2 separate regions of the Gossypium hirsutum genome follow, and region 1 is linked to region 2. A link is a contact called in public Hi-C data. All regions are on one chromosome and are shown on one strand. Each heading gives the region's core, a stretch centred on a gene start, on an enhancer-like site or on the middle of the called end of the contact. The rest is flanking DNA. Distances are from core to core; before and after follow the strand shown. Region 1 has its middle 13 kb from the start of LOC107952193. Region 2 holds the start of LOC107939996 (high mobility group B protein 3).

The links. Hi-C and Micro-C count contacts between places; a contact is called where the count stands out from the background.
Region 1: a contact with region 2 is called in a Hi-C map of leaf, with 2.4 times the contacts expected there. The contact joins the enhancer-like site here to the promoter of LOC107939996 in region 2. A contact is called at or near these places in 2 of 34 Hi-C or Micro-C datasets (callus and leaf).

The regions. Positions count from the first base shown.
Region 1 is chrA02:34,600,414-34,604,475 of Gossypium_hirsutum_v2.1, reverse strand. No RefSeq gene overlaps it. Among protein-coding and RNA genes, the nearest start is that of LOC107952193, 13 kb to the left of the region's middle. Within about 2 kb of position 2,260, at least 8 of the 9 cell types and tissues checked have an H3K27ac peak or open chromatin away from gene starts, as enhancers often do. A contact at or near this core is called in leaf, where this site is marked.
Region 2 is chrA02:33,675,534-33,680,063 of Gossypium_hirsutum_v2.1, reverse strand. It overlaps LOC107939996 (high mobility group B protein 3), which reads left to right and starts at 1,619. Exons shown (of 8, transcript XM_016873406.2): 1 at 1,619-1,922; 2 at 2,009-2,058; 3 at 2,179-2,286; 4 at 2,517-2,574; 5 at 2,674-2,718; 6 at 2,808-2,888; 7 at 2,966-3,058; 8 at 3,151-3,339. The coding sequence starts at 2,018. The coding sequence ends at 3,168.

The DNA.
Region 1 (4,062 bases), core at 1,011-3,510, 920 kb before region 2:
ACATCAAACTCATATATTCCCTCATAAAACACCAAAGAACATGCATGTCACACATGAGTAACATTTTGAACACAAATCCTAGCTCAAAATATGGGTAGAAATAGATAGATTAAGCTTCAAGGATTTCATAAATGCAAAGAACATTAAAAACGGGGCTAGGATTGACTTACTATCAAGCTTGGAAAATTTGGAAACCCTAGCTATGGCTCCTTTCAATTTTAGGCACCCCTTGAAGAAGATGGACAACATTTTCACTTGATTTTTCCCTTTGTAATTCATTTAATTACCAAATGACTAAAATGCCCTTAAAGCCTTTCTTTCAAATTTTTCCTATGCATGTCCATTTTTGTCCAAACTTTTAAAAATTAGACAAATTGCTAATTAGGTCCTTCTAATTAATAATCTATTGCAATTTCATGCTTAAAGCTTCTAGAACACAAGTTTTGCATCTTTTTCATTTTGGTCCCTACAGTTCAATTAGACATTTTATGCATAGAATTTCTTCATGAAAAGTTTTTCACAAGCCTGTATACCTATCATGGACCTCATAAAAATCATAAAACAATTATTTCTATCTAAGATTTTTGGTCTCAAAACCACTGTTCTGACTAGGCCATAATTTGGGATGTTACAACGGACATATTCCCTTGAAAGTCCCACTGATTCTTCACTAGATTATCAAAATCAAGGTGTTCAACCCAGCCTGCTAAGAACCTAAATTGTCTTCCCCTAGGCAAGTCTAAACTCGGATTGAGGCTGAAGAGAAGAGGTCCGTGAACAGATTTAATCCTTAGAAGATGAGTAATTAAGCTATTTGGAAAATAGTTAACCCAAGCCTCATTTCCCAATGCACGAATCAATCTTTCAAACAGATTTACCCTTATGCCATGTAAAGGGAGGTCCCCTGAACCCCAAATCATGAAGGTTAGCCAATTTCACAAAATTACCAAAGTGAGGGCATCTCTTGCCAGCCGAAAGGCCATCCATTTTCTCATTTGAGGAAAGAATAGCATTAAAGTCTCCGATCACCATCCAAGGAGTTTGCCCAACAGGAATAGTATCTCTCAAATCATACGAAAGGTTTTTCCGCTTCTGACAATTAGGACTTCCATAAATGAACCTAATTGAAATCAAATTTGACGAAAAACTAAGCCAAACCCGAGTAATAATGAATTGGGGGTGTTTTCGTATAATCTCAACTTTAACAGACTTATTCCATCCAATCCAATGCCCCTAGCATAACCAATAGCCTCCATTTGGTGAGAAAATTGAAATCCCAAATGTGCAATAATTTTATCAGCCTTGGGCCCACTAACTCTACTTTCGAACAAGCTAATAATATTTGGTCTGTACTCCATAGTATACCCACGAAAAATGCGAGGAAATCTGGCATTGGTGCATCCTTGACAATTCTAAGAAAAAATCGAGAGATTCATAATTAATAAAAAATTGTAAAGAACCATACCATTGCTATCGGGAATCATTCAATCCACTAGGGTTAGATTCAACAAGCACTCCCATTTTATCTTCGTTCGAGAGGTCAGAGGATATAAGCTTTGCCACCTATTTCATAGAGTCAGCTAAAGAAACTCGTGAGTTTACAGAAGCTTTAAATATACTCTCGCGTCCCTTTAAGACATTACTATTATTATGTCCTCCTTTAGTAATGCCAAAATTTTCATTGCTTTTTCGATCCTTATTTCCTGTGTTGCCTGCACTTATAGGCTCAAAAGTATGACCTTTAGACTAATAAGGAGAATTAGAAAATTTTTTAAAAGTGACAGCAAAGTGTTTCCCTTGATCTAAAATATTATCAGTTAGCTGGACCTCAACCTTTACAAGGCCTTCAAAAGCTGGGTTGAAATATGCCTTGATATAATTTGAGTTGCTAGCTCGCAGTTTAGAGTCAAAATGGTTTCCAAAGTTACCTGCATCCGAAAAAACAGTAACAAATTCTAGGTTAGTCGAAATTAATTTAACATTTGGAAAAACCTAAGGTTTCTTGGAATTGGACTATGCAGGAGAAAGCTATTGGTCATTAACGGGCCTGGAGAGAGGCAAAGGCCTATCTTGGTTTTCCACCGATCCACAAGCTTGAATACTTGTGGTCCTTGAATTCATATGTATACTGGATGCAAAAAGATTTGTTTCAATTGGACAAGCCTGCAAACATAATCCGTTTGGGTTCTCTTTGGATGGCGGCCTAACCAGAGACCCATTTGACCCACTATCAATCATTATATTTTTCCTCAGACTTTTCAGCCTTATTCTGTCATTTTCTTGGCCCAAATGGACTCTTCCCCCCATGCGCTTAGTAACTAATTTAGTAGTATTCTTTTAGGCTTCCAAATTCAGGCCCGGATTGCAAATATTCTTTTGGGCATCTGAATCAAGAACCAATTTTTTAGTAGCTTTAATATGCGGGTAAGTCACAGATTTAATATTATTTTCTTCCCTAGAATCAAGGGGAATCAAATCAGATTCCACCGCATTAGCGTTTAATCCCCCAAAATCTGCCTTTGTCGTCTCTTCTTCACTGCCAGTCCTCTTACCTTTAATGTTAAGGACATTAAATTTGGAGCCCAACCTCCCTTTTCTAGCAACCATACCACCAGAATTCTGAGAGTTCCTTGATCTTCACTGGGATCTATGCTCCACCAACATCTAAGGACTGAAAGTTGGTTCAGAGTCCTTCCTAAGGTAGCCATTGTTGTTGCTTGAACCACCGTCAATCACCACTTTGTCACTAGCTTTGTCCGATGTTTCTTTCAATAAGGGACACAACTCCCTCACATGCCCGTATTTTCCACAGGTAAAACAAACCGTTGGTAAGGCTTTATATTCCACCCTCTGAATTTTTCCATTAACACAAATCTGAGAAATGAGAGGCTTATCCAGGTTGATGAACAGAGCCATTCTGGAAAATCTGCCCCTAGTTCTATTATCGGTATTAAAGTCAAACTTTACAACCTTACCGATCATGCTTCCAATTGCCTCGAGGATCATCCTCTTGTACATAAACCCAGGTAATCCAGGTAGCCTGATCCACGCCATAACTACACTTGGGTATGGTTGAAGGGGAGAAAAGTCTTTTGTCCACGGTTGGACTGTCAAATATTGCCCAAAAATTATCCATGGTCCCTGTGTTAAAACATCGTCATAATCCTCCTTGTTCTAGAACTTAGCCAAAAAATACCCATTCTCAATATCCATTAATTGAAATGGATGTATATGCTTCCAAAGGTTTCTAATTCGAATAAACAGAACACCATAGCTGATATTTTGGCCTAGTAGTTTTAAAACTACTGTCATCTCCATCTCTTTGTATAAAATTTCTTTGACTCGATCGGAGAAATCAATTGTCGGGATTCCATTAACAGTGGACCTTATAATATCATCGTCCAACAGAATAAAATCTCCATCACTTCCCCCATCAACCCCCGCAACTTCCTGACCAGCACAAGACAAACCAGCCCCAAAGAGTTTGTCTTTCCATGACATTGTCGCACTTAAAGGTGGATCAGAGTCCATAGCCATATCCACAGAAGCCCCATCGGAATCATCTTTAAACCTAATTTTCTTGGTGTTACGATCTTCAGATAATTGTGAATCACCATCACCGTCACCACTTTCAGAGAGTTTTCCATCAAAGAACCTAAAAGATTAACATGATGATGCTTTTATTTATTACTAGTATTAGTTCCCTTCTTACGCAAAGGTTATATATTTACACGATTTGTAATTAAATTGTAAAAATGAAATGTTTTAAATAACAATAAAAGTTCACTTTATTTATCAAAATTTGTAACTTCACTTTTTCAATGTCGCTACTCTTAACCTCCAATGTCGTGACCTTGGTCATAGTCCACCTACAATGATGATGTATCTCGAAATTCATCCTAGGTACATATTCAGCTTTAATGTCATGATTTCGTGTATCCAATGCAGCAACATTCTCAACAATCTTCTAACATCTATGCCATTTAGCTCAAGTCAGTTTCTTACACCAATTACATCACTTAGTTAGAATTTATTAGGAATGATGTTGCTTAATTTGTCAAT
Region 2 (4,530 bases), core at 370-2,869:
AAGTTGAGTAAACGTGATTTCTAGTTGTCAAAAGTGATTTTTCTTGGTCATCTTATTTTGAGGTTGGTGTTAAAGTTAACCTTAAGAAGATAGAAGCTATCCTGGAGTGGAAAGAACCTAAGAATGTTATCGAGGTTAATAGTTTCTTGGGTTTTAGCTGGATTTTATTGTCACTTTGTTAAGGGTTTTTCCATGATTTCCATTCCGTTGAAGAAATTGTTGTAAAGAGGTAACCATTTGAGTGGAATGAGAAGCATCAGGAGAGTTTCGAGTAATTAAAGGTTATTTTAACAAAGGCTCTTGTTTTGAATCAACCAGAATTAAGGGAAAGACTATTATTTACGATGATGCTTCATATACTGGTTTAGGATGTATAATGATGCAAGAGGGGAAGGTAGTGACATATGCTACAAGGCAATTGAAAAATCATGAGCGAAACTATCTAACTCATGATTTAGAGTTGGTGATGGTAGTATTTGCATTAATGATATGACGACACCATCTGTATTGTAAGAAGTTTTATATATACATTAATTACAAGAGTCCTAAATATCTCTTAACTCAGAATAAGTTGAACTTGAGATAGTGAAGATGGATTGAACTATTAAAGGATTATGATTATATTATTGATTATTATCTGGGCAAGACAAATGGTGGTGTTGATGCTTTGAGTAAGAAGTTATTGGTAGACTTGAGAGCTGTGTTTGCTCGGTTATAGTTGGTGGATGATGGTGGTCTTTTGGCTGAATTGCAAGTTAAGCAAATTAGAAGTTGTTAGCAAATTAGAGATAAACAATTGGTTGATGTGAAGTTGTTAGCAATGAGAAGGTAATTTGAGGAAAATAGAGCTAATGACTGTGATATCGATATAATGATGGTCGTTTGATGTTCTAAAAGAGGATTTATGTGACTAGTGATGAGGAGTTGAAGCATGAGATACTTCAAGAGGCTCCCAGTAGTTTCTATGCCATACATCCTGGAGATAACAAGATGTGCCATAATTTGAAAGGTTTGTATTGGTGGTTCGATATGAAAAGGAAGGTTATTGAGTATGTTGCAAAATATTTGACTTGTCAACAAGTCACAATTGAGCATTAGTTTCTATTGAGTTTACTTTAGTTGACTGCAATACCAAATACGATGATTTTTTTGATTAGGCTGCCTTTGACTTTGAAGAAAAGAGAAACAATTTAACTAATATTAGTGTGAAATATTTTCACATCGCTATGACAATGCGACTACCATGAAATAGCGACAGGTATACCACTATAGTGCTGCTTTTCGAAACCATTCTTTGCACTGCCCAACAAGTCAATCACAAGCATTGAAAGAAGAAGGAATTCAAAGATTCCTAGCTTACAACCCTAGTAACAGTAAACGTAGCCTTACGATTCTATTAAAAGATTATGTAGATGAGTATAAGTTTTGTTTTTAATCTTGGATGAATAGAGTAATTTGAGTGGCGGTGTGGCGTAAAGTTGAGCTGAAAATGGACTTGGGGAGCCATTTTAAGGTCCATGTATGAGGCCCTGAAATAAATGGATTGGGCTAGAATCAGGGGAAGGGCCCATTAAATCACGAATCAGGTGAGAGAGAGAAGAAGCACAGAGGAAGCACAACAAAAGAAAGAGGTGAGAATCTGGAAAGCCAAAAAGATTAGGAGTGACACAGCCAATAACATAAAAGCACACAGATCGATGACGTGGCATGAAAATTCCCAATCCCGCCTAAACCCCCTCAATTCTCATTTCGCGTGCAATTGAATTTCAATTTGCCCAAAACTTAATATCTCCGCTTTCGAGATTCGGCCTCTCAACTCAACCCTCCTCTATTCTCAATACATCTCTATTTCTATCGCACTTTTATTCCCCAATTCCTCTCTCCCTCTCTCATCCGTAACTCTAACCCTAGCCCTCTATCAGGTATTTCCCCATCGATTTTTATCGAATTTCCACTTCTTTCTATCGATTTCATCTGCTTTTTCACTCATCTGCGATTTCATTTGCAGGATTCAAACATGAAAGGAGGTAAATCCAAGTCGGATGCCAAGAGCGCCAAGTAAGCTTTTCTCCTTTCGGCTCTTCAGATCGCGTGTTCTAGGACCTCAGATCGTGATGTGTATTAACGTTTCCTATTATTTGACTTATATTTTTTTTAAATTTTTTGGTTCGTTTGTAGGCTCTCCGTGAATAAGAAATCAATCACGAAAGCTGGAAAGAAATCGGGGAAGGCAGCTAAGGATCCAAACAAGCCAAAGAGGCCTGCTAGCGCCTTCTTCGTTTTCATGTAATCATTCATGAATCTCTCCTGTATTTGTCGGTTTTCTTTAAATTTTTTGGTTTGTTCCGTTTGCTTCGTGGAAAACTCTGGCGTTTATATTCTTCGTAAAAACCACAATCGAAGAGGTGAATTGAACGATTCTTCTTATTGTCAAAGCAAAGTTGATCTTCGAGGATGAGATTACTATTTACATTCATATTTCATCTAATTTGTTAATGTTGATTTCGTGATAAAAGGGAGGAGTTCCGCGAGCAATACAAGAAGGAGCACCCTAAAAACAAGTCCGTTGCTGCTGTAAGTATGACCATTTTCTTTTTTGGATTTTCTTACAGGTTTCTTTCCTTTTTATTTATTTATTTATTTTCTTAATTTCTCTTTTGGATTCAAATTCAGGTTGGCAAAGCTGGTGGAGATAAATGGAAGAGCCTTTCTGAAGCTGTAAGTATTTTTCTATGTTCAGTACTGAAAATAATCTTCAACATACATGCAAATGTGCATCATGATTAATGTAAAATAAATGATTTTAGGAAAAGCGACCTTATGTTGATAAGGCAGAGAAACGAAAGGTCGAGTATGAAAAGAACATGAAAGCCTACAATAAGAGACAGGTGATTTGCTGTTATCTTTTGTTTATACATATTATTTGACGATTTAAAAGTTAATAAACTTTTTGGATTAATTCCAGGCTGAGGGTCCCCAAGAAGATGAGGAGGAATCTGAGAAGTCTGTATCTGAGGTGAATGATGAAGAAGAAGATGATGATGAAGGCAGTGGAGACGTGAGTTGCAATTAGTATAAGTTTTGTGTCACTGATCTTCTGGCTTATTTTGGACCCTATTGATTCGGGTTTCTCTTTTTTGATAAATGCAGGAGGAAGATGATGAGTAGGAAAAATCCTGGGAGGATAGCATAATCAAAGTAGGCTGTGATAGTGTTTGATCATCTTATGTTAATGCTTTTTAAATGCAAATTTCATTTAAGCAAAAATGTAACTCTGGATGGTGTTGGTTTCTTTTGACGTTTGGAAATTAATAGTTGTAGATGGGTAATTTGTTGCTACATGTATTTTGCATTTGAAGTTGAATGGCGTAAGATAGGTAAATCCTTTTCTAGAGAATTTGGTCCCTCTTTGTATGACTTTGTTACCTGCCCATATTCTATTGCTTTTTTGCTGCTGTTCTATTGGTTCATTTATTCTCGTGGCATACAGCTTTTTAACACAATTCATTTGAAATAATTCCTGGGTTCTTATTCGGGGGCATTTGGGGTAGGGATTTTAAGAGATTGAACTTGAGATTTGATACCAATCATTTTATGGGACAATTCCTCGGTTTTGCGTTGATTTCTTGGTTCAATGGTCATTTTGTTCGTATTTCTTCTAATTGTTGCCTGATATGCCGTATTCACTTGGAGTTTTGGTTCTTTATTGCCCAGTTTTCATATTTTCTAAATTAACCTTAATTGTTTTATGTATAGAAATTTAAATTTTAATTGGTTTATAATTTATATATATATATAGTCTCTAATATTGAATAATATGTAAAAAGGAAGATAGATTTATCGTACGCTTTTCTTCATTATAGTATTTTATGATAATAATCTCATTTTACTACATTCTAATTTTACTCCTGAATTTTTAATCTCATTTTATAGTAATCGATTCTGATTTATATATATTTATCGGTCAATCTCCAATATTTTTTATATTTTCCATTCGGTTAGGCTTTTGTTAGATTACCTAGTAGAAAAAAAAAACCATAATTTAGCAATTGAACGTCCGTAATTCTTCGGGTGTAGTTGATTTTATTAATTTTGTGAACTGTAAAGCTTTTATTTAGTCTCTGTTTCTTGCTTGTCAATACACACTTGTTTAATGATACGGACTATTAGTATTCGATTCGTATGTATTGCGTCAAAATAAACAAGTGGAGTAGCAGTGTTGAATTTTTTTTAATTATTTTTTTGAGAATAGCAGTGTTTAAAGGTTTTTAAATCATAGCAAACTCGAATTTGATATTTCTACCGTCGTTACCACCCCAATCTCCAATGGAAAAAAAAGAATTCAGCCTTTAGGAGAGAAAAGGACAAGACTAGTTAAAATTCCTTCTGGGTTTGGGTTTATCAAATAATCTCGAGAAAAGTTTGATGGGCTGGCTTAAGAGAGCAATAGCACACAAGGCCCATGATACATATTTCGTAGAAATGAAGTGGATCTGCTGGTTTCTACTGATTGCACTGTTTGCATTCCAT